Regions from separate parts of the Ovis aries genome. Here region 2 is linked to region 1. Evidence: chromatin contacts called from public Hi-C data. All regions are on one chromosome and are shown on one strand. The core of a region is the stretch at or near the end of the contact, and the rest is flanking DNA. Distances in the headings are between cores, read along the strand shown. Region 1 holds the start of EEF1A1 (eukaryotic translation elongation factor 1 alpha 1). Region 2 overlaps LOC105614110 (a long non-coding RNA gene).

Region 1 (3,934 bases), core at 698-3,197:
GGCACAAATGCTACTGTGTCGGGGTTGTAGCCAATTTTCTTAATGTAGGTGCTGACTTCCTTAACAATTTCCTCGTATCTCTTCTGGCTATAGGGTGGCTCAGTAGAATCCATTTTGTTAACGCCAACAATTAGTTGTTTCACACCCAGGGTGTAAGCCAGAAGGGCATGCTCACGGGTCTGCCCGTTCTTGGAGATACCGGCTTCAAATTCACCAACACCAGCAGCAACAATCAGGACAGCACAGTCAGCCTTTGAAAGAAAACAAATCACATCCTGTTAAACTAAGTTCTTAAAAAGGATCCACAGCTCTGCCAGTGTAAAAACAGACCCAGAGTTATTTTCAGTAGTTTTTAGTCTCACAAACCTGGGATGTGCCTGTAATCATGTTTTTGATGAAGTCTCTGTGTCCTGGGGCATCAATGATGGTAACATAGTACTTGCTGGTCTCAAACTTCCACAGGGAGATATCAATGGTAATACCACGCTCACGTTCAGCTTTCAGTTTGTCCAAGACCCAGGCATATTTGAAGGAGCCCTTTCCCATCTAGAAAGATTAACCACAATTACTTGGTAACTAAAACATGAACTCCAACACGAAATTCTTTTCCCTAACTTGGAAAAAATGCTGGATTTCACTTACAACTGTACACTTAAGTGCATTTACCTTATTTTCAAAAGTTAACTGACTTAGCAAACTTTGCAATATACCTTTTAACTAGTAAGTCTAGACTAGTGGCTAGTTTTCGGAAAATTGCCACTCAAATGCACTTGCTCAGCCAATATTCATTCTAATTTTGCCTACCTCGGCTGCCTCCTTCTCGAACTTTTCAATTGTTCTCTTGTCGATCCCGCCACATTTGTAGATCAGATGGCCAGTCGTGGTAGACTTCCCTGAATCTACGTGCCCAATGACAACGATGTTGATGTGGGTCTTCTCCTTTCCCATTTTGGCTTAGGTTTAACGGTGGTTTTCACGACACCTAATTGGAAAGGGGTGGAGGTGTGTTAAACACTTTAAACCACTGTCTGGAAACTGAAGAAAAAGCTACGATCCAAACTCCAAGGGCAAATTCCAAGGAGCATTACAACCAGTGCCAAGCTGGCCCAACTCAAGTCTCCACCCATAAGCTCCACCGTCCAGATTCCCCTCCCCCACCCCATGTGTAGCTCTAGAACCTCGAGGCATCGAGAGGCCAGGACGGCACCCGGTCGGCCCCGGGGGGCGGGGGTGGGTGTCCCAAAGAAGCGGCGCCAGGCTGGGACCGGGCCGGGGCCTTTGTGCGGGTGACTCACCGGCCGCTCCCCGCCCGGGCCGCCGCGTCCTCCATTTTGAAGCCGTGCAGAGGGGCCGGGGAGCGGCCATCTTTCCGCGCACGCAACTGGTGCCGGGTGGGGCGGCGCTCTGCTCGCCCGGCCGCCACGGCTCTCCCGCCCCGCCTCGGGCCAGCGAGGCCGCGATGGCATGTGCGCGGGGGAAGCCGGCCCAAGTCCTCCGCGCCTCGCGGCCGCCCCCCACCCCAGATCCCGACGAGCGCCGAGAAGCCCATCCTGTCAGCCCCCGGCCGGCCTCGGGGGAACCGCCCCGGCCGAAAACCCGCGGCTGTGTGGAGTTGTTCAATAGTGTGTGTGGCGGCGGGGTGGGGGGAACCGGGCGGCAAAGCGCGGCAGGATCCACACGCAGCGGCCACGGTGCCACAGCCCAGGCCTCAACCCAAACACGAGGCGAAGGTACTGCGAGAAAAGCGCAAGGCCTCGAACTCTCCCCACCCCACCCCACCCCCACCCGCTCACACCCCGAAATTCGGGTCAAGAACATGGTGAAGATGCCCACGGGCGCGGCGGGAAGTACACGCACGCGAAGGCCGCGGCCGTCGGGGGAGGCCGGGCCCACAGAAGCCACACCCGGCACTCACCTGTGTCCTGGCGGCAAACCCGTTGCGAAAAAGAACGTTCACGGGGACTACGGCACTTATATACGGTTCTCCCCCACCCTCGGGGAAAAGGGCGGAGCCAGCACACGACACCACTTTCCCAGTTTACCCCGCGCCGCCTCCACCAGGCACCAGTTCAATCTCCATCCCCTCCCCCAACGTCTCGGGGACCGTAGGCGATGTACGGTCAGCCCACAGACGAGCGCTGGGCGCCCCGCGCATGCTCCTCTAGACCCAGAGGAGGACGAGAGCGGGTCGGTGGGGGGCGGGGACGAGCGCTCCCTCGGTTCCAGGGTAGTGGGAGTTTATCGACGGTCCCTGGGCTTCCCGGGGCAGAGGCGAGTCGTCCTTTTGTATGAATTACTCGCTGCACAGCTGGGGGGTGGGGCGGCGAGGAGGCGGCCGGGTGGGGACATCCAGAAGCTTCCCTCTATACCATTCCCGGTTTAACTGCAGACACCGATATTAGGGTAGCGCTTTAACCGATATTAGGGCAGTCCATCTCGCGTCCCCAGCCTTGCAGTTTCGCGGGTTCCGGACCAACTCCTCGAGCCTCCTGCTGTACCAGGGCTGGTGTCTCACCGCCTCCTACCCTCCGCGCCCCTTCCGACTGGAGAGAAGTCTAAGGCCCGGGGACCCGGGCGGCGGGCGAGGGCGGAGGCCGACAGAGCCGGAGAATCCACGACTGGTTCGGTTCGGAGGCGAGCAGCCGGACGAATATGCTCCAGAGGCGGCCTCTTTGCTTTCGCCATTCATAGCTTTTATTCAAAGTTCATACCACACAGTCACGCCATGTGGTACTCCAGATGTCCAGTTTTTCAGTTTAGAATAGACTTAAATCCTGCAGTTTGCTTTACTTCTAACTCTAGTGTTATTACATTAACGAAATCGTGAGTCTGTGCCTGGTCTTCTGGTACATTTTCCAGTGTACAGTCGTTTGATTGATTGCAAGCATGGAAAACCTAAAAAGAGTTTCTCATATTCAGCCTTTCCACATGATCTCATGTAGAGACTAAGATCTACAGCATCAGCAAGCTTATCCACGCAGTTTACAGTCTCCGACACTGCTGCGAAATCACTGCTTCCCAAAAATGGCCTATCCCGTCTAAGTAAATAGCTTTGTTTTCCCTCATCCTGTTGATTCTAACTACATTTTAGGCATAAATCTAAGGTGAGACTGGATGAGACCTTTTTAGTTTAGCAATAAGGGCAGACTCTCAGAAACACTCCTGCAGAAGAAGCTTTATATTTAATGAGCTTAATTACTAGATCATTTTCTTGGAGAAGAAAATGGCAACCCACTCCAGTACTCTTGCCTGGAGAATTTCATGGACAGAGGAGCCTGGTGGGCTGCGGTCCATGGGATCGCAAAGAGTCGGACACGACAGAGTAACTAACACACATTTTGTCTCTTCTTCCACATATAGCACATCAGGACAACTTTTTCAGCCAATCTGTTAACACAATTTGAGAACCTACTATGTGTCCAGGGCAAAGTGAAACTGTGGCACGTGCAAAAGAAGTACCTCCTTTTGGAGAGGAACCCACAATCAAATTAGAAGAGGAAAACATATATAAAACAGTGGGAAGCAGTTATAGGCAAATTTCCATGGTGTTTACTTTCAATTTCATTCTATAATACAGTTCTTCCAATCCTAGCTTCCAGTCACTTCTCAGAATCCAAATGCCTTTTTTTCTTTATAAAAGAAAGTCTTTTGTTACAGCCTTTGTACACATTCTTTGCAGCCACACATTTCTAAAAATCAAGTTTTTCTTTCTTTATTAGGAGTCTGTAGGCTTGTTTTAGCATTGATATAGTTTTCATGAAAGAAAGTAGGCCATATGAAGTTTCTCTAGAAACACATGTAACATCTGTTTCTAGCAACAAAAGCCTTTTCTATAATGTCTATATTTCTAGCTTTTCTTCTTCCACAAACTCTTTTTTCACAGTGCGTTTTCCTAGTGTCCTTACCCAGTCATATACATGTGGAATGAAATCAT
Region 2 (4,174 bases), core at 57-2,556, 59 kb after region 1:
CACCCATCTTTGCTGATAGCAGGAATGGTAGTTGCAGAGTCACTGTCGGTGTCCTTGGCTCCTCTGTTCCTCCCCCTTTTTAAATGTTTTCTATTTCAGGAATAGAAATAATGAATTATTATTTTTTTCCATAGAAGCAACTGAATCATATCAACATGCTTAGGTTTGTAGAAAACATCAAAAAGATTCATAGTGCTATAGAATGTGTAGCTATAGCTACACATCCCTTCATATCACACATGGAGCTGAGATAGTGATACAGAATTCCCAACTCGGTGTAATAGTTTGAGTCAGTGGGCTTATTTGGTTGAAGTTGGCACGGGGAGCCAAGATTGCTGGTGGGGTTCCTGTAAGCTGCAAAGACCTCTCCATTAACAGAGCATGTATCTTGGATCCCAGCTTTAACTAAGTCTTGTTGCCTGCATACTTGGGGGTATATCTGTGGCTACTAAGTGAGGTAATCTATGTGACAGTGAAATACACATGCTGTCACCTATCGTATGCTGATGTAGCTGATGACCAAAAAGAGACCTCTGTGAATGCCCTGCGACTAATGACAGAACAACTCAAAGCACAGCCGACACCTAAAGTAGCTTTGTTGCAGGGGGAAAAAAAAGTGCATAATCACACATATTGGGCTTCACAGGTGGTGCTAGTGGTAAAGAATCTGCCTATCAATGCAGGAGACACAAGAGACACCAGTTTGATCCCAGGGTCGGGAAGATCCCCTTGAAGTGGGTATGGCAACCCATTCCAGTATTCTTGTCTGGAGAATCTCCATGGACAGAGAAGCCTGGCGGGCTACAGTCCTTAGGGTCGCAGAGTCAGACACGATGGAAGTGACTTAGCATGCACGCACATCATACATATTGTATGGGTAATTTATACAATACACCAATTGGAATTTCCTCTGACAGCATCCCAATACTTTTCACAAACAGTTCTTGAGCATTAAAAGGCTGTATATCCTATCTCGATCACTTTCAATCTCAGCCAAACTTCTGTGGGAAGCTCAAGTTTCAGGCTGTGGAGTGAAGGTGAAATTGTGAAATACTCAAAGTGAGGGGCTATCAATGGCTCTAATGCAACACGAGGCCAGTATGCACTTGATCCCCTAGAGGCAGTGACCCTCGAAGGGCTAGCATATTTCAGTGGTTTCTGCTGAAGACAGCGTGACAGGAAGAGACTTAACACAACATTTAGGACAGAAGGAGGATTCCCTGTCCCAAGCGCAGCCTATCCCAGCGGGGAGACTGTGAGAGGAAAGCGGTCACTTGACTACTTTTCTAGTTCCTCACCGAGAAGCACAGGACTGGCAGGGCTGGACGTCAGCTTCCTCCTCCCCCTACGTCAAGATAAAGTGAAAGTAAGCTGGCACTCGGAAAACTACTAGTGTTCTTCCCCATCAAGGCACACGGAAAAGGGTGGCAGGGAAAGGGGTTACATTTCGTTTGGTTTCAGTACTTCCTGTACTCAAAGCTTGCCATAGCAGCGCTCTAAGAAATTACTTTCTGTGTCACCCTCTTAAAGCACAAACTTTTATAACTGGCTTTTCTTATGGTTGCTCTAAAAGAGGCATCTGAAAAGGTGTTGTGATCCACTTTACATTTCTATGACAAAGATTATTTTTTAAACAGAAATTAGACGTTGACCTCATATCTAGTCATCTGAGGCAGTAACATGCTTTTCCTGAGAGGAAGAGGAACCAGGTCGTTTCCTATAGGGCTCTTCCTGCCTTTAACTTTAAATACTTGACCACTGTTTTTCTGTTGGGGCAATTTTATTTAACAGTGATAAACTTCCCTCAGAGAAATAATTTACTTTGCAATAGGATCTAAATTCAAACATCTCTGATTTTTTGAAAATGAAACAAAGGCTGAAGCAGGAAGGACATTACAGTGGTTAACACAAACTGCTGACTCCAGCGTTGCCTCTGTTTCCTTCGTAACTCGGCTTCCTGAGGTCAGCTGGCATGCTTGTTTGCCCTGGATTTGATTGTTAGGTGGATAGTGACAATCTCTCTAGAAGGTTTCCAAGGCTGGACCCCATTGAAGGAAAAGGTTTGATAAATCAGGATGTGAACTTCCTGGGAGAAGGGGTTTGTTTTTGTCACACTGTGTTGCAGGTACAAGAACAAGCCCAGCACCTGATGAATGTGTGGAAAATACTTGCTGTATAGCTGGGAGAATTACTTTGCCTATATTGGGCTGAGCTATTCTCAAATACTTTCAAAACCATTCACCAATGACTGCCACTTACAACTTACTTTGAGGTTAGCATATCCTTTCTGTATTGAGTGTTATATTTATTCAGTTTATTTTTTGAGAAGAAAACAGTCTATTGAAAAAGTAATATATGAGTTAAAAAAAATCAATACATGTAACAAACATGTTATTCACTTGGTTATTTACCAAGTATTCCTTAAGCAGCTAAAATGTTGCTGTTCAGTCTCCCCAGCTCTTTAGGACCCCTGTGGTCTGCAGTACTGGGTAAAGGAATTGTTGGGTGGGCAGAGGGAAGTGGGGTGGGAGTGTTTCACCCTGTGGGAGCATCCTGGTTTGGGAGGTGGGATGTACTTGGACTAATAACCCAGCACAGGTGGGAAGTCAGGCAGAAGAGGTTCAGACTAAAGGCAGTGAGATTACTCGTCTATTCCAGGTGGAAACAAAAGCTGCAAAGCTCTTATTTGGGAGATGGCCAAAGAGATTTAAAAAAAAAAAATTCCAGAGTCTTAAAAAGACTGGAATGGAAAATACAGGTGGTTAATTATAAACAGGGTTGAGGGTGAGGTGGGAGATGAGGGAGGAGGAAGAATAACAAATAACTTCAAGCCCGAGCCTCATGACAGGGAGATGAAATACTTACCAGGAGTGAGGATCGTGATGGGAATGGTTAGTTATTGGGGGAACAGGGATGGGGGAGTTAGGCTGGATTTAAACTTCTCAGGTGAAGTGAAGACAGCTCACTGGGGATGTCCATTAGGCAGTGGAAAGCCTGGTGGGGATTACACAGTAGCTTGAGTAACAGGTGTCTTGTTTTTTAAGTGATATTTTTATGTGACTAGGTTATACTATTGCTTGGAGAAGGAAATGGCAACCCACTCCAGTGTTCTTGCCTGGAGAATCCCAGGGACGGGGGAGCCTGGTGGGCTGCCGTCTATGGGGTCGCACAGAGTCGGACGCGACTGAAGTGACTCAGCAGCAGCAGCAGCAGGTTGTACTATCGCATTTCAAAAGGTGAAAGTGAATCTCCTTTCCACCTCCCCACCCCGTAGACTATTTTTTTTTCTACAGAAGGAACTACTGTTTCTAGTCTCTTGAGTATCACTCTAGAAATATTTTATATATATGTGTATGTATCTATCTGAAAGTGAAAAGTGAAAGTGTTAGTCGCTCAGTTGTGTTTGACTCTTTGGGACCCCATGGACTGTAGCCCGCCAGGCTCCTTTGTCCATGGGATTCTCCAGGTAAGAATACTGTATTGGGTTGCCATTTCCTTCTCCAGGGGATCTTTCTGACCCAGGGATCAAACCCAGGTCTCTTGCATTGCAGGCAGATTCTTTACTATCTGAGCTACCCTATCTTTCTGTCATCTATCTATTATTGTGCCAAGCAGCACTGCTTGCAGGATCTTAGTTTCCTAACCAAGGACTGAACCCCAGCCCCTGGCAGTGAAAGCACTGAGTTCTAACCACTGGACCATTTTTATGTCCCTGGGAGAGTTTAGTATTTTTAAAAGTATTTATTTGGTCAGGTCTTAGTTGGGGCACATGGGATCTTTGATCTTTGCTGGGACATGTGGGATCTAGTTCCCTGAGTAGGGATCGAACTCCGGCCCCTATCATTGTGAGTGCAGAGTCTTAGTCACTAGATCACCAGAGAAGTCCCTGGTATTTTTGCTTTTTAAAGGCTGGAGAAGGCTTTTGTGTGTCTTTGAGACAGAAGGGAAAGAACAAGAAGAGAGGTAGAGACTGAGGAAGCAAATTAAAGAGGAGTTACTGAAGCAAGGTCTAGTGGAGGTGGAGAAGATATAATCACTGATGCAAGCATATGTTTTAGTGGGAAGAGTGGACCCTTTTGAGAACAGGAAGGGCAGGCTGATGGCCGTAGGGTTTGTGATGCTGCGTTACTCAGAGGACCAAGTATCCTGCCCAGGTGGTGGTAGAGATGCATGC

What was found. Hi-C and Micro-C count contacts between places; a contact is called where the count stands out from the background.
Region 2: a Hi-C map of hypothalamus shows a contact between it and region 1, with 5 times the contacts expected there. The contact joins the enhancer-like site here to the promoter of EEF1A1 in region 1. A contact is called at or near these places in 11 of 16 Hi-C or Micro-C datasets (blood, hypothalamus, liver and 6 more).

The regions. Positions count from the first base shown.
Region 1 is chr8:196,398-200,331 of ARS-UI_Ramb_v3.0, forward strand. EEF1A1 (eukaryotic translation elongation factor 1 alpha 1) reads right to left here and starts at 1,948. Exons shown (of 8, transcript XM_027972283.3): 1 at 1,916-1,948; 2 at 805-982; 3 at 367-546; 4 at 1-251. The coding sequence starts at 948.
Region 2 is chr8:256,160-260,333 of ARS-UI_Ramb_v3.0, forward strand. The region is part of intron 2 of LOC105614110 (a long non-coding RNA gene); the gene reads left to right. Among named protein-coding and RNA genes, the nearest start is that of EEF1A1, 60 kb to the left of the region's middle. Within about 2 kb of position 1,307, at least 34 of the 54 cell types and tissues checked have an H3K27ac peak or open chromatin away from gene starts, as enhancers often do. A contact at or near this core is called in hypothalamus, liver and tail adipose tissue, where this site is marked.